Linked DNA regions of Zea mays: region 1 is linked to region 2. Evidence: chromatin contacts called from public Hi-C data. All regions are on one chromosome and are shown on one strand. The core of a region is the stretch at or near the end of the contact, and the rest is flanking DNA. Distances in the headings are between cores, read along the strand shown. Region 1 holds the start of LOC103632335. Region 2 holds the start of LOC100276344.

Evidence for each region. A called contact is a pair of places that touch in the nucleus more often than the background predicts.
Region 1: a contact with region 2 is called in a Hi-C map of leaf, with 6 times the contacts expected there. The contact joins the promoter of LOC103632335 here to the promoter of LOC100276344 in region 2. A contact is called at or near these places in 3 of 25 Hi-C or Micro-C datasets (ear, leaf and tassel).

What each region holds. Positions count from the first base shown.
Region 1 is chr7:47,795,826-47,801,963 of Zm-B73-REFERENCE-NAM-5.0, reverse strand. It overlaps LOC103632335, which reads left to right and starts at 3,768. Exons shown (of 5, transcript XM_008654146.2): 1 at 3,768-5,120; 2 at 5,211-5,287; 3 at 5,546-5,657; 4 at 5,765-5,881. The coding sequence starts at 3,942.
Region 2 is chr7:47,475,148-47,482,073 of Zm-B73-REFERENCE-NAM-5.0, reverse strand. LOC100276344 reads left to right here and starts at 2,324. Exons shown (of 1, transcript NM_001150154.1): 1 at 2,324-3,103. The coding sequence starts at 2,408. The coding sequence ends at 2,797.

The sequences.
Region 1 (6,138 bases), core at 2,519-5,018, 320 kb before region 2:
TCTTGGGTAACAGGTAGGCGCCCTAGCATGAGGAGGGGCTGGTGAACTTAGGGGCGGGCTCAATTTGGCCAGAGGAGGTCGGGAGGGGGCTGACCGCGGGGAGGTGGCGGAGCTCCGCGGCGGGAGTCGCCGACGGTGAGGTTGGTGCGGGGATTGGGGTAGGGGAGTGGCGTTCCAAGCTCGCGGCAGTGTGGCGCGACTGGTGAGCCTAGCTAATTTCTTGCTGAACCACCAGAGGGGGAGGGAGAAGAGGGGGAAGGGCTTACCGGAGGGGAAGAAGACGACGACACTTTCGCGACTGAGCTCGGGCGAAGGGGAAGAGGGGTGGCTGAGGCCGGTGCGGGGCAAGGAAGTGCTCGGGGCGACCCTTTTATAGGCGCCCGAGGGGAGGGGAGCGGTGGAGCTCGGCGGACGCCGGTGAGGTGCACATCGCCGGAGTTAATGCCGCACAGCGGTGACGACAAGACCGCACGGCAGGTGGTGCTGTGCAAGGACGCGGCCGCTGCGGCGAGGACAGGGCGGTGCCAAACTTTCCTGTGCGGCGAGGGGATGAGCGAGGGGACGGGGCGAGGAAGAGGACGGTGGCCGGAGGTGACCACGATGAAGCCGTACGCGGCGAGGACGACGGGGTGACTGACTCGTGGGGCCAGTCTACCAGTGGGAGCGATCGCGAGCAAGGGCGAGGGGGCGGGGCTGACGAGTGGGGACGGCGCGTCAGCGGTGCGCAGGCGCGAGCGCGGAGTGGGCCGGAGATGGGCCGAGGGGGAGGGTGTCACGAGCGCGAGAGGGGGAAGCGGCCGCGGGGTGGGCTGGAAACGGCCCAGCTAGGGGGGGAAAGGGTTTCTCTTTTTCTTTTTATTTTCCAAATTCTATTTCTATTTTTGCATCCCTTTTCTTTTGAAGAATTAATTTACTAGATAGTCTTAGGTGCTAGAAAATAAAATCTAAGTGAGGTGCTTCTAATCACACAAAGTATATGCATATGATGAGAAGACCTAGGGATAAAATAAATAAGGAAGGGGGGGTTAGATTAGAGTTCCAAACCTCGGGTTTGAAAATTGGGATGTCAACTTTAGTTCGTTTTATATTTATCTTTTATTTTGTAAGACTTCCACTATGTAATAAGTACTCTGATGATGTTGTGATATTTATCTCTATACACTCTGTTATTATATGTGTTGTTTTCTTTGGTGCATATATGAGATGCACCCGGCTTTATCCCTTAAATCTGGGTGTGACATAAATCCATGTGTCACTTGTCTCTGTTTTGATCTATTTTATTCTTTGTCTCCTATTTGATTTGATTTGCACTTCTATACTTATCTTTTAAGACAAATACTGGTATTCCGTTGTGATCTACTCGAGTCAACTTCATTCCGCTGCAATCCATACCTCGAGTAGAGTAATAAGTTCAAAGTTTTTGGGTTAAACTTTTATTTTCGTATTCACCTCCCCTCTAGGCGACATACAAATCTGTGTTTCTAGGCAAAGGGAACTTTCAGTTGGTATCAGAGCTAGGCTATCCAGTGTGGTCTTAGCCGTTCAGAGATGACGATGTCGTATAAAGAGGTAACTCTAGAACTTCTACTTGGCTATGGTTCAAACTATGCATCATGGTCTATCTCTATTCTTAATGCTTTCATAAGGATTGATCTTGGTTTAAGACAGATTTTTAATAAGTGTATTTTGCCTTGTAAGATTAGTAAAAATACCTCTAAGAAGGAACTAAGATGCTTGACTCTTAATCATCATGCTTGCAACATCTTAGTTGATGCTTTTACTAGAGATGTTTACCTTGCTATCGTGAGTAATGATAATGATATATTTATTGATGCTCATGAATTGATGTCACACCCGGATTTAAGGACAAATCTAGACGCATCTCAAATGTGTGCTAGGATCAAGTCTCACACATACGATGACTCATGGTACATAAATCAACATCACATCTTTATTATATAATAGAGGTTTTATACAAAATAGCTAAATAAATACATCATACGATGACAACGATCCTTCGCAAGTATAGTTGACTGGGAGACGACGACCGAGACCTCTCTCGAACTCATCGTAGCATCCTTCATGCTCCTCATCTTGCGATACCTATTCTTGACCTGGTGTGAGTTTAGCAAGGGTGAGTTCACATACATTTATCTCTCAACAAGTTGTGGGGAATAATGTGAATGAGCTCACTTACAGTGGGGCTCATGTGAAGTGTAAGGCTTATCAACAGGAATGGTTAAGGCTGAGCATTACTTTTAAAATTGGTCAAAAATCTATTAGTAATTACTAAGTGTAAGTAAATTACAACCCAATTAAGAAATTGATCACAATTAATAATAAATCCCATAATGCAATGCAAATGATAGATTAAATTTAATTCCATAAATTAATCATGTGAGAGTCTTGAGTCGCTCTTGACCATGAGCACGATTTTATATACTAATTTTACACTATACAGAGGTTGTACCCTTTACCCACAAGTCATGTTACCCATTAGCCAAGTGATCACGACTTTCCATTCATCTCTACCGAGGAGACGAGGCAAGGTCCCACTACGAGGCCTTTACAAAGTTCCACTAGCTTTAGAAAACCTAATAGTTCATTATATAGGAATCCCTCGTCCAAAAAGCCATCGCAACATGATCGACCCGAGAACCTCCATATACTGGTAGCTCCTCATACCATGATTGCCCCTTTCAGGTAATGTAGTCCTCCACTAGCTTTACTAATTAGTCAGTCAAGGGCGTCCCATTCCACTAGCACTGTTATCTCAGGTTAAGCTCCATATTTCAATTAACACAATAATATTGTCATGAACAATAAACAATCTAGCAATAATGATAAAACATGATCATAATTCATATATAGCATTATTCCAAAGTCAGGTAGAGCAATAACAATACTACCTAATAGTTCATTTGTTTGCAAGGTGTAGGATAAACAAAACTAGAGTAATCTATTAGGTCCCATCAAGTTAACCTAAGCATGTCACGTTGATTATCGAGAACATTATTATGTGCAGAAAAGTGACCAAGGAAAATAAATATGTTCATAGGGTTTAAAATCTAGAAAGTGATGAATTCCTACTTTATTAATAACTCTCTCGATTCTATGTTTACATTGATTTAGACAATTTTTACCAAAACGGTTCTAAAAAAAATAGGTTGAAAAACTAAATATTTAACAGTCCGCGGTTTCTAGCGGCACATGATGGAAATTACGAAGCGTTTGGATCCATTCATTTTGAAGGAATTGTACTTTACTTAATAAATTAACCTATTTAGTTTGAAATTTAATATTCCACCACTTCCCAAAATTCAGATATAACCATATCTCAAATTCATGCGGTATATGATGAAAAATAATTTTATATCTTAATAGAATTTATTTCTAGTTTACAAATTATAGGACACTCTTTGACTCACTCCTATATAATAAAAATATAGCATATAAATATCTCCGATAACTTGCTAATAATAATATATAAATATATTTGATATAAAACTGAATTAAATTAGCTTAGTTGATATATGTCTAAATTACTATTATTAGCTTAATCGAAACAAACACCCGCACGTTTATTTGCGACGTTGCTGCTGATGTGTATTGCCGTATTGGCACTTCTGCGGAAACATCGGTATACAATACAAATATTCCGTTCTACTTCCAACTCGCCGCCGTGCCACCAGTATCTTTCCACCAGTCCAAACAGTTCAACACAGCAGTTCGTCCTTGTGTGCAGAGAAAATTGACCAAAAAAGAAAATTGCCACAGCGGGGCCCGGTCACGTTCCCACCCTGCTGTGCCCGGCTCCCGTCCAATAGAAATACACCGACCCTGCGAGGCTGCGACGTCGCAAGTAGGACACCCTCCCCGTCGGATTGGGATCCTCGCCAGTCGACTGGCCGCGGAGCCCATAGCCGGCCAATTCCGACGCCATGGCCGACCACGACGACGCTGCCGTCCTCTCGGACGTCGACGAGGACCTTCTCCCATCATCATCCCCCTCCATCTCTTCTGCCTCCTCCCACAAAACCCTACCGCAAGCCCAACCCCTGCCACAGTCCGATGCCCAGGCACAACAGCAGCGGCTGCTGGCCCTGGCCGCGGAGCTCGAGGAGGAGCGCCGCCTCCGCCACGCAGCCGAGGCCTCCATCGCGGGGGCCGAGTCCCGCGTCGCCCGCTACAAGGCCTTCGCGCAGGACGTGCTCCGCAAGAGCGACGCCCTCACCGCCGAGGCCGCGGACTCCGCGCGGTCCCTCGCCGCGCTCCAGGCCGAGGCCACCACCGCCTCCTCCATGCTCTCCTCCGGCTTCGAGAGGATCTCCGCCAAGGCCTCCCCTTCCGCGGCCGCCGCCCCGCTCCCCACCTCCCAGAAGTACTCCTCCGGCCTCCCGGCCCTCGCGTACGGCGTCCTCAAGCGCGCCAACGACATCGTGGACGACCTCCTAGCCCAGATCAACGCTGCTAACCGCGACCGCGATCGCGCGCGCGAGCAGATGGAACACCGCAACTACCAGATCGCCATCGAGGTCTCTGAGCTCGAGGCGTCGCTCGCATCCAGGTCTGCCGAGGGCGAATCCCTCTCCAAGTCACTCTCCCAGCGAGAAGCTGAGATCTCCGAGCTCCGTGACAAAATCACCTCTCTCGAGGGGAAGCTCGATGCCCAGAGGCCCGTGCTGGCGGAGCAGATCGAATGCACCTCGAAGCTGTACCACGAGATGCGGCAGGTGGTCAAGCTGGTCGATGCTGAAGCTGCCAGTGCCCTGTCCGATTCGGTTTTTGTCTGGAAGGAGTCTGACGTTGAGGAGAGCCTTAAGGTGTCTCTGGAAGGGACGAAATTGGCCTATGAGCTTGCGGCAATGGCCCTTGAGAAGGTCGGAGCTTGTATCAATGACAAGGAGAGCAAGCTGATGCGTTTGGAGGACAGGGTGGATGAACTGATTAAAGAGAAGGAGCACATTAGTGTGCTGCTCCGGAGCGCGCTGCAGGCAACCACCAGTGAGGTGTTAAAGGTTGCAGAGGATGGACTGAGGGAAGCTGGCATTGAGATTGGGCTTGATGAGCGAAAGGTGCACGGGCCAGGGAATGTGGAGAAGGACGAGGTCTATACCCTGGTAAGTTCAATTGATGCTACTATACATGGAACTGACAGTTCCTGAACCTGTATAGGGCCTAAGTTGTTTGTTTCACAATCAACATTGCAGGCAGGGGCTCTCGAGAATACCATGAAGGAATCCCAGGTCAGGATCATTGAGCTCCAACATCTTGTCGAAGCACTAAGGTAGTCATTGTGAGTTGTGACAGATGAGTTTTGGTTCCATGATTTATGAAGTTCATATCTTGAATGTTCTTCAGATCAGACCTAGTTCTAGAGATTAGAGAAATCCTCTGTTTCAAGTTCTTGTTTTCTCTGCCTGTTGAACATAGAATCACTTAATGAACTTGATATTGACGTGTTGCTATTTCATGTTGTGGCTATTTTGAACCATTGTAAATTGATTCCTGCTTCTGATCATCTATGTAATTTGCTGGCTTTAAGGGCAGAATCTGGTTTACTTAGAACAAGGCTAGAAGGACAAGAAAAGGAGATTGGTCAGCTAAGAAAGCAAATAAAGCACGTTGAAGAGAAGGAAAGGGTGGCAAATGAAAGTGTAAAGCCCTCCCCCCGTCTAGTCTAGCTTTATGTCTCATCTGCATCACTTATATCTCTTCAAGTTTATGATCAATGGGTTACTGCATTTTGATGCACTTGTTTCAGGTTGAGGGTCTTATGATGGATGTGACAGCTGCTGAAGAGGAGATTAAACGGTGGAAGATGGCAGCAGAGGAAGAAGCTGAAGCTGGTAGATCAATTGAGCAAGAGTTTCAAATTCAGGTGTTTTAATACAAACATATTCCATATAGTTCTTGTTCTTTATGCTTTCAGTGCCATTTTTGTGTTTGCTTGGGAGGTTGGGGTTACTCTTAGAATATGGTGATTTTATCATGATTGTCACCTTTTCTTCATGGTTATCTGATAGAACGATTTATTTTGGAGTAACTTCTAGCACAGTTAGCTTGTCCCATACGCAATCAAACTACCACAATTAGTTTTGCAGCTTATATATGTTTGATTTATTAAAAGTGAGCTCC
Region 2 (6,926 bases), core at 1,075-3,574:
TCAAAAGGTTTACCATGAGACTTGGTGAATGGTTTATTGTGGGATGCAATCAACGATTTCCAAATTTTACTGTAATGATTCACCATTAGACTTGATAAATGCTTCATTGTGGGATGCAATAAACATAAAGTTATTGGGCTGTAATGATATTTACATGATAAATGTTCTATCAGAAAGGGATTAAAATGCTTTGCAAGTAAAAATAAAATTTCACCAACTAAAAGCAATCGCTTGAGCCAAGTCCACTATATAGCCAACCTACCTACCAAATAATCGGATACTTGTTAAGTGTGAAAGTACTCGCCCTTACCTTTTTCCACCCCCACCCTATGTATCTTTTACTCAGATGGAGGAGTACATGTGTCTTGAACCCAAGAGTTCCAGGATTAGGATGGATTCTAGACATGCGATCAACCAGTCGGTTGTAGGATGGTCTATTGGTGGATTGTACTAAACATTTATGGTTATGTAATAATACTCTTTCACTACTGATAAAGTATTGTACTTCTATATAATCCTCTGTATGACGTCACTATGTATATGATTCTTGATCTACATGTATAGTAGACTCAATTTTGTCTTTAAAACCAGGTGCGACCGTCTGAAAAAACTTACTGCAACTATGTTTAGATAACTTATTTCTATATATAGATGGCTTTAAATCTAGTTGTCTCTAAAAAATTGATTTACGGAGATGTGGCTCTAGACTCGGATGTCTTTGCAAGTCAATATTTTGAGGCAGATCTACCCCTTCGTCTCTAAAAATAAGGATATTTTTATATATGACTGGAAATATTAGCCGTCTTTAAAATGGATATCTAGGTGCAGCTGGTTTCGAAAACCATTTTTGAAGATGGCTTTTTCTATTAAGCCACATCTAAAAAAATTACCCTTATAGTTAAAACATGTTTTGGGTAGTAAGACACCTCTCTCTGTTAAATTATTAATACAGACGGGTTAATTATTAAAGAGATATGCTTTTTTTCGGGCAACTCCTCCATAGCACCTATTTATGCTCTCCTTTGTTAATTATGAGGCACGCCTTCCAAAAAATCTTTATTGGTAGTGTGCCTTGCTTTTCATTCAAGAGTTGTTTCAGCTATTAGGCTGTCTCCAACAAGGACCTGTATAAGGTCCGGTACTCTATATTTACAGGTTCGTGAGCTTCTGCATCCATCCAGCAATAGACGGTAAATGCTCCTCTAAAATATAGAGGGTGAGGTTCGTCCGCCATTTGTAGAGGTTGTACGAGCGTCCGCTATCTCCTGTGTCGGCTCCTTCGCGCGTCCGCTCGGAGATTTCCCTCGTTCTCGCAGGGGAGGCCGTCGACGTCCGACGACCGAGGACCCCAAGCTAGCGCACAGCCGGGGCGAGCCCGGTCCCCATCGGCGAGCCGTGGACGGTGCCCGGATACTCGATCCCGTCGGTGAGCCATGTCCCCGTCGGCAGTGAAGTTTGTCGTGCCCACAGACTCGAACGAACGGGAGGTTGTTGCCGGGGTTGGGAGCACGGGGGGCAGCGACGAGGACACTAGAGAGCTGCTACGAGGAGGCGGCGCGAACATGGCAGCGAGGAGACTGCAGATCTGCTGCTGCTTGGTGTAGCGTGTGATGAGGGTGAAAAAATATTTATTTAAATGAATGGGAGAGCTCGACAGGTGTTTGAGGAAATATATGTGATGTGATAAAAAAATACGAACTTTAATTTCTAGTATACGTTCACAAAAATTGTAGATATTTGTTTTCATAATTAATATAAGTTCACAAAACTGTCATAGTGAACAATGTTAATTACGTTTGTTTTTCATGAAAAATAGAATTAAAATTTTGTTTCTATGCGAAATGGAGAATAAAGAAACTAGTTTATACAATCGGTTATTACTTTAGATATAGAAGATATAGAGGACCAAATTTAAAGGACGTTGCTGAAGGTGCAGAAGATATAGAAGACTGAATCTTTTAGAGAATGTTGTAAACGACAGAGAATATTTCTTTAGAGGATGAAATTTAGAGGACGTTGCTGGATACCGTCTTACAGTCTTTCAAGTCATGCATGTGAACGTGTTAGTCTTTGGAAGCATAGATTGTGATGATAAACGTACACTTGGATGGTGCATATTGTGATAATAATAACTTGCTACCATGTGAATGGTATTCGTTTTTCTCATTTGGATTCAATTAATGTCAAAATCGTTCAAATACACCTGAAATTTCATAGTTGTAAGAAAAAACAGAAATTAAAATATCGAACCGCAGCAAGTTGGGCCAGAGACCAGACGCACCACAAGCCCCGATTCGACTGGACCCGACGAATCAAGCAGACCATCAACACAATAATGTAACAAGCATCAGCCCAGCCCAGCCAGCTTCCATTCCCAAGGAAACCCTCCGCTCCTCCCACGTCTCCCATGGCCGCCGCCGGCTCAGCCGCAGCGCCGCTCCGCCGGCTGTTCCTCCGCCTCCGTGACCCGCCGCCGCTGCCCTTTAACACGCTCCTATCCCGCCTCGCGCCACATCTGCAGCAAGGCCCCACCCTAGCCCCAGCACCAGCCCCGGCTCTTGCACTCCCGACCTCGACGCCGGCCCAAACGCCATCCGGGATTCTCCGCGACGCGCTCTTCTCCTTCCACCCGGGCCTCCAGGCACACCCGTGCCTAGATCCGATTGGGGGTGCAAGGGACGAGGCCGGCCCAGGGGCGGCGGAGGTGTGGGCGGACAGCGTGAAGAAGAAGCGCAAGCGTAAGATGAACAAGCACAAGCTCCGCAAGCTCCGGAAGCGACTTCGCCGCCAGACATGAGGGCTCTCTCCTCTCCGGTTAGACACCTTGTCATTGAGTTGCGTCCAGTGATTTCATCTCTCCTTCGGTTGATCCGTAGAGCAAGACAGAAAGGAGATACGGGTGAATGACAAGAGGGCTGTGTAATGAATAACTGGTTTTGATCACATTTTCTGTAGCCCGCTCACTGTGTTAGAAGATTTTGGTTGGTTTCGACAAGGATCATGTTCCACAACGAGACAAACGTTTGTTAAGCCCCTTGTTAGTTACTGTATGCAAATGGAAATGTTGCGTTGCTCAATATATCGGTCTCCAATCTTTTCGTCATGTCCTGCTTTCTTGATGTACTGTTGTGCTTAAGTGACTTCTGTTTCTGTAGGATGCACCTAGATGCCAAGCTCCCCTTTCTTCAATAGGGTGTGGTTCTGCTACGTTTAGGTGCATTAGTGAGTCGCAATAGACCTAATTCTCGAAAAATCGGTGCTTCTCTTCACTCTGTTTAAGTTGTGTCTTGTGCCTTTTTGGTTATATCTAGTGCTGCATTTTTTTGAACCACGCAGGAGAATTGTGCGTTATTTCATTAAGAAGAAAAAAGAGGTCCACTGAAAAAATTATACACCCTCAGGGCCTCAGGGGGAGGGGTGTAATTACAACCAATATTGCCCCTAGAAACGACCTAAGAGGCGCAGCCTTATGGACTAGATCCTGGAGGATAGAAGCCCTAGCCAGGCACCAAAGTTGTCCTTCAGCCAATATAGACAACACAATACTTTGTACAGCAGGCCTTATACCCTGGAAAACGCAAGCATTCCTATGTTTTCAAATTTCCCATGCTAGTAACACCATTAAAAGAGTTAAACCTCTTCTCTTCCTTAGACAAGGTTGCAGAAACTCGGCACCACCAAGAGTTAAGGGGGTGTTTGGTTTGAGGAATCACTCCATCCAAAATGTGGTGGTGCATCATGTATTCATTCCTCAAATTTGGTGGGATGACCTCATTCCTCACATTAGTACTAACTAAATAACTATAAGGAATGAGGTGATGATGGATCAACTCAATCCATTCCACAAACCAAACAAAAAAGTGAGGAGTGAGAAGATGATGGACTAGCTCATTTCTCAAACCAAACACCTTATAAAGCGACTCTCGGTGGTGGTCGATGTGACACCCGGGATGACTTTATGAAGCACAATACTCCAGATCTCTCTTGCAAACACACAAGAGACAAGCACATGATTGATAGATTCTATCTGTTGATCACAGAGTGGGCAAGCAGGCTGATGTGGACTTGTTAAGAGCCAACCAAATGAAGAACTTGCAACTTGCAGGAGCCCAAATTTTCCAAATCCGCTTCCAGGATGAGAATCTAATGGATCCGATAAATATCGAACTGTAGGCTGATTAACTAGAATGGGCTTGTTTGGTTCAGTGTTAGTCTGATGAGCTTTTCTAAGAATCTAGTTGTGAGGAAAATCTGAGTATCGTGGGGATTACATGCGGAGGAATATGAAGTCCATAGGTTTTAGGATCTAAGAAGTGACGGATTACTTCTATTGCGACGACTCGGCCAATTCTGTGTTCACGTTGATTTGGACGATTTTCACCAAAACGATTCTCATAGAAGGGTGGCTGAAAGACTGGGTGTTTGGCAGTTTGCAGCAGCTTCTATCGGCCACAATCAGCAAAAAAGCTGAAACAAACATGGGCAATATTGTCCAGAAGGAGAGAGCTTCCAATAAAAATTATCAGGGATATCCGGATACAACACAATACCCTCCATAAGTTCCTAAACTCTGAGATATTCCACCAACACTTGAACTGTTAGGCCCCCCTTGATATCGGACACCCAGTTTCTGTTAAATAATGTCTGACTTATTGTACGCCTTTTGATTATTCTCTTGGGGTGCATGAATAAGGTTTGGGGCTAAATCAGCCACATTCGTCCCCTGCAAGCACCTGTCTTTTCAAAATTTGGAAGCAATGTTTTCAAGTCGTCCAATTAATTGCGATAAGTCATGATTAATCGTCCAAGTTGGTTTCGACCAATCATGATTAATCACCAAGTCGTTTGATTAATAATCGTGATTAATCACCCAAGTTGGTCAGCCAGAACGACCAGTAAGTCGTCCGACTTGAAAACATTGTTTGGAAGAATCCCCATTACCAATAGATACTGTGACAGCCATACCAAATAAAGCTTGGGCTTGTTTTGGGATATGGATAGGAAGTCCATACCATGGTTTGAGGGGGGTCCACTTTCAGGGACCATAACCAGCGGATGCACAAAGCCCAGCTCATTCTTTCCATATCATGAACCCCAAGACCACCAAACATGGATGCTCTTTGCACCTTATCCCAAGATACCAAGCAATCGCCACATTGGTTTGTTCATGTTCTTTCCAGAGGAAACCCTTTCTCCTGTTATCAATGGCCTTAAAGAACCATTTGGGCAAATCTAAGGCAAGCATCAGATGAATGGGAGTTGCTGAAATTACAGATTTGACAAGAACCAACCTTCCAGCCTTGCTTAACAGAGGCCTTCCAACCTGATAACTTATTTGCAACCTTATCAATCAGCGGTGCTAGATCAGCCCTAGAGGGTTTATGGATGGTCAGGGGGATTCCAATATAGCACAAGGAAAACTCCCAATAGAACATGACAGGATATCAGGTTATTCCTGGAAGTCATTTGAATCAGGGAATTGAGCACATCCATGACTAGAATAAAAAGCAAAGGAGAGAGGGGATCGCCTTGCCGGAGGCCACGAAGGTGATCAATAGTTCTACCAGGAATGCCATTCACTAGAACTTGTGTAGAGGCTGTGGATAGAATCAAGCGTATAAGATTACACCATCGTCGGCTTTGTTGCACTCAATCACATGATGCATGTGCCACTTAATGAATATATATGGCGTGGCACTAAGGTATTTGTTGCACCTAATAAGCATAATATCTTCTGTTTCATCTAAGATGTGTTCTGTTCTCCTGTTGTGTGCTTGACATTGCATGTGTTCGCCAGCTGTAATTTGAAGTATAATCAGAACAATATCTTTATTTATTATAGCCCTTTGAGAAAATTTTGTATAATCTACTTACACTGACATATGCAAGTGTAAACCACAAAACCGTTAAAATTGTATTGCTGGTTCATAAAGGCACGTCATTCTAGCAGAACAAAAGCATGAGCTTACTTGTACTGTACTGCCCTCTAACTCCTTGAAACCTCGGTCTCCGACGCTGTTACACACTGGTTAACTGTTTATACCTGCTGCAAGTTTTTGTTTGGCCAAGGAGCAATTGCAGCCGGCAATTGTTGGGACCAACAGTTTAGAAACTATGACAGAAATGAAACTGAACCAGGATCGAGCTAGGCTAAGGGCCCGTTTGGCACAGCTCCAGCTCCTGATTCTAAGCGAGGATTTGGAGGAGCCGTGCCAAACGGGTATTTTTTTAAACTGATTCTCGTGTGGAGCCGAAAGATCGGGAGTCGTTTTTGTGAAAAAGGTGGGATCTAAAAAAAAACCTGCTCCACCCTCCCTTAAAACAGCTCCCCAACCAACCAAATATGGACCTCCCCTTAAAGTTTGATCGAAATTACCCGCAATTGCCATTAGACAAAAACATAATGAGCCAATTTATGGTTTAAACATTTGAGACCATTTTATGCACTACTATGATGGGAATATTTTATATGTTATTGTTTCATATTTTTTTCCCGTATATGCATCCTACTTATTGGTTTGTAATAGAGTTGAACTGCAAAGAGTAAAACAAACAATCGCCACAGACCACCAACTCTCAGAAGACAAGAATCAGTTTACTTGCCAAACGGTTTTAAAATGATTCTGATTTTCTAAGAGAATCAGGAGGATCAGCTCCTTACGAGGATCAGGATCTAGAGCTAAAGAAGCAGGAGCTGGAGCTTTGCCAAACGGGCCCTAAGTCTTGATTTCTGTGAAATAAAGCTCCAGATTTGGTTGTTTTGTCGCTCTTTCTCCATTCATTTCTGTGACTAACACCCGCAAACACTCGTCCAAAAGTGTTGCACATTTTGTTTGAGGGTACCTGATTTTTTGCACCCTTGAGGGCTCATTTGGTGGACAGGAAATTAGAGGTGATCCATGTGAGAGGAATCTCCTCCCTATTCA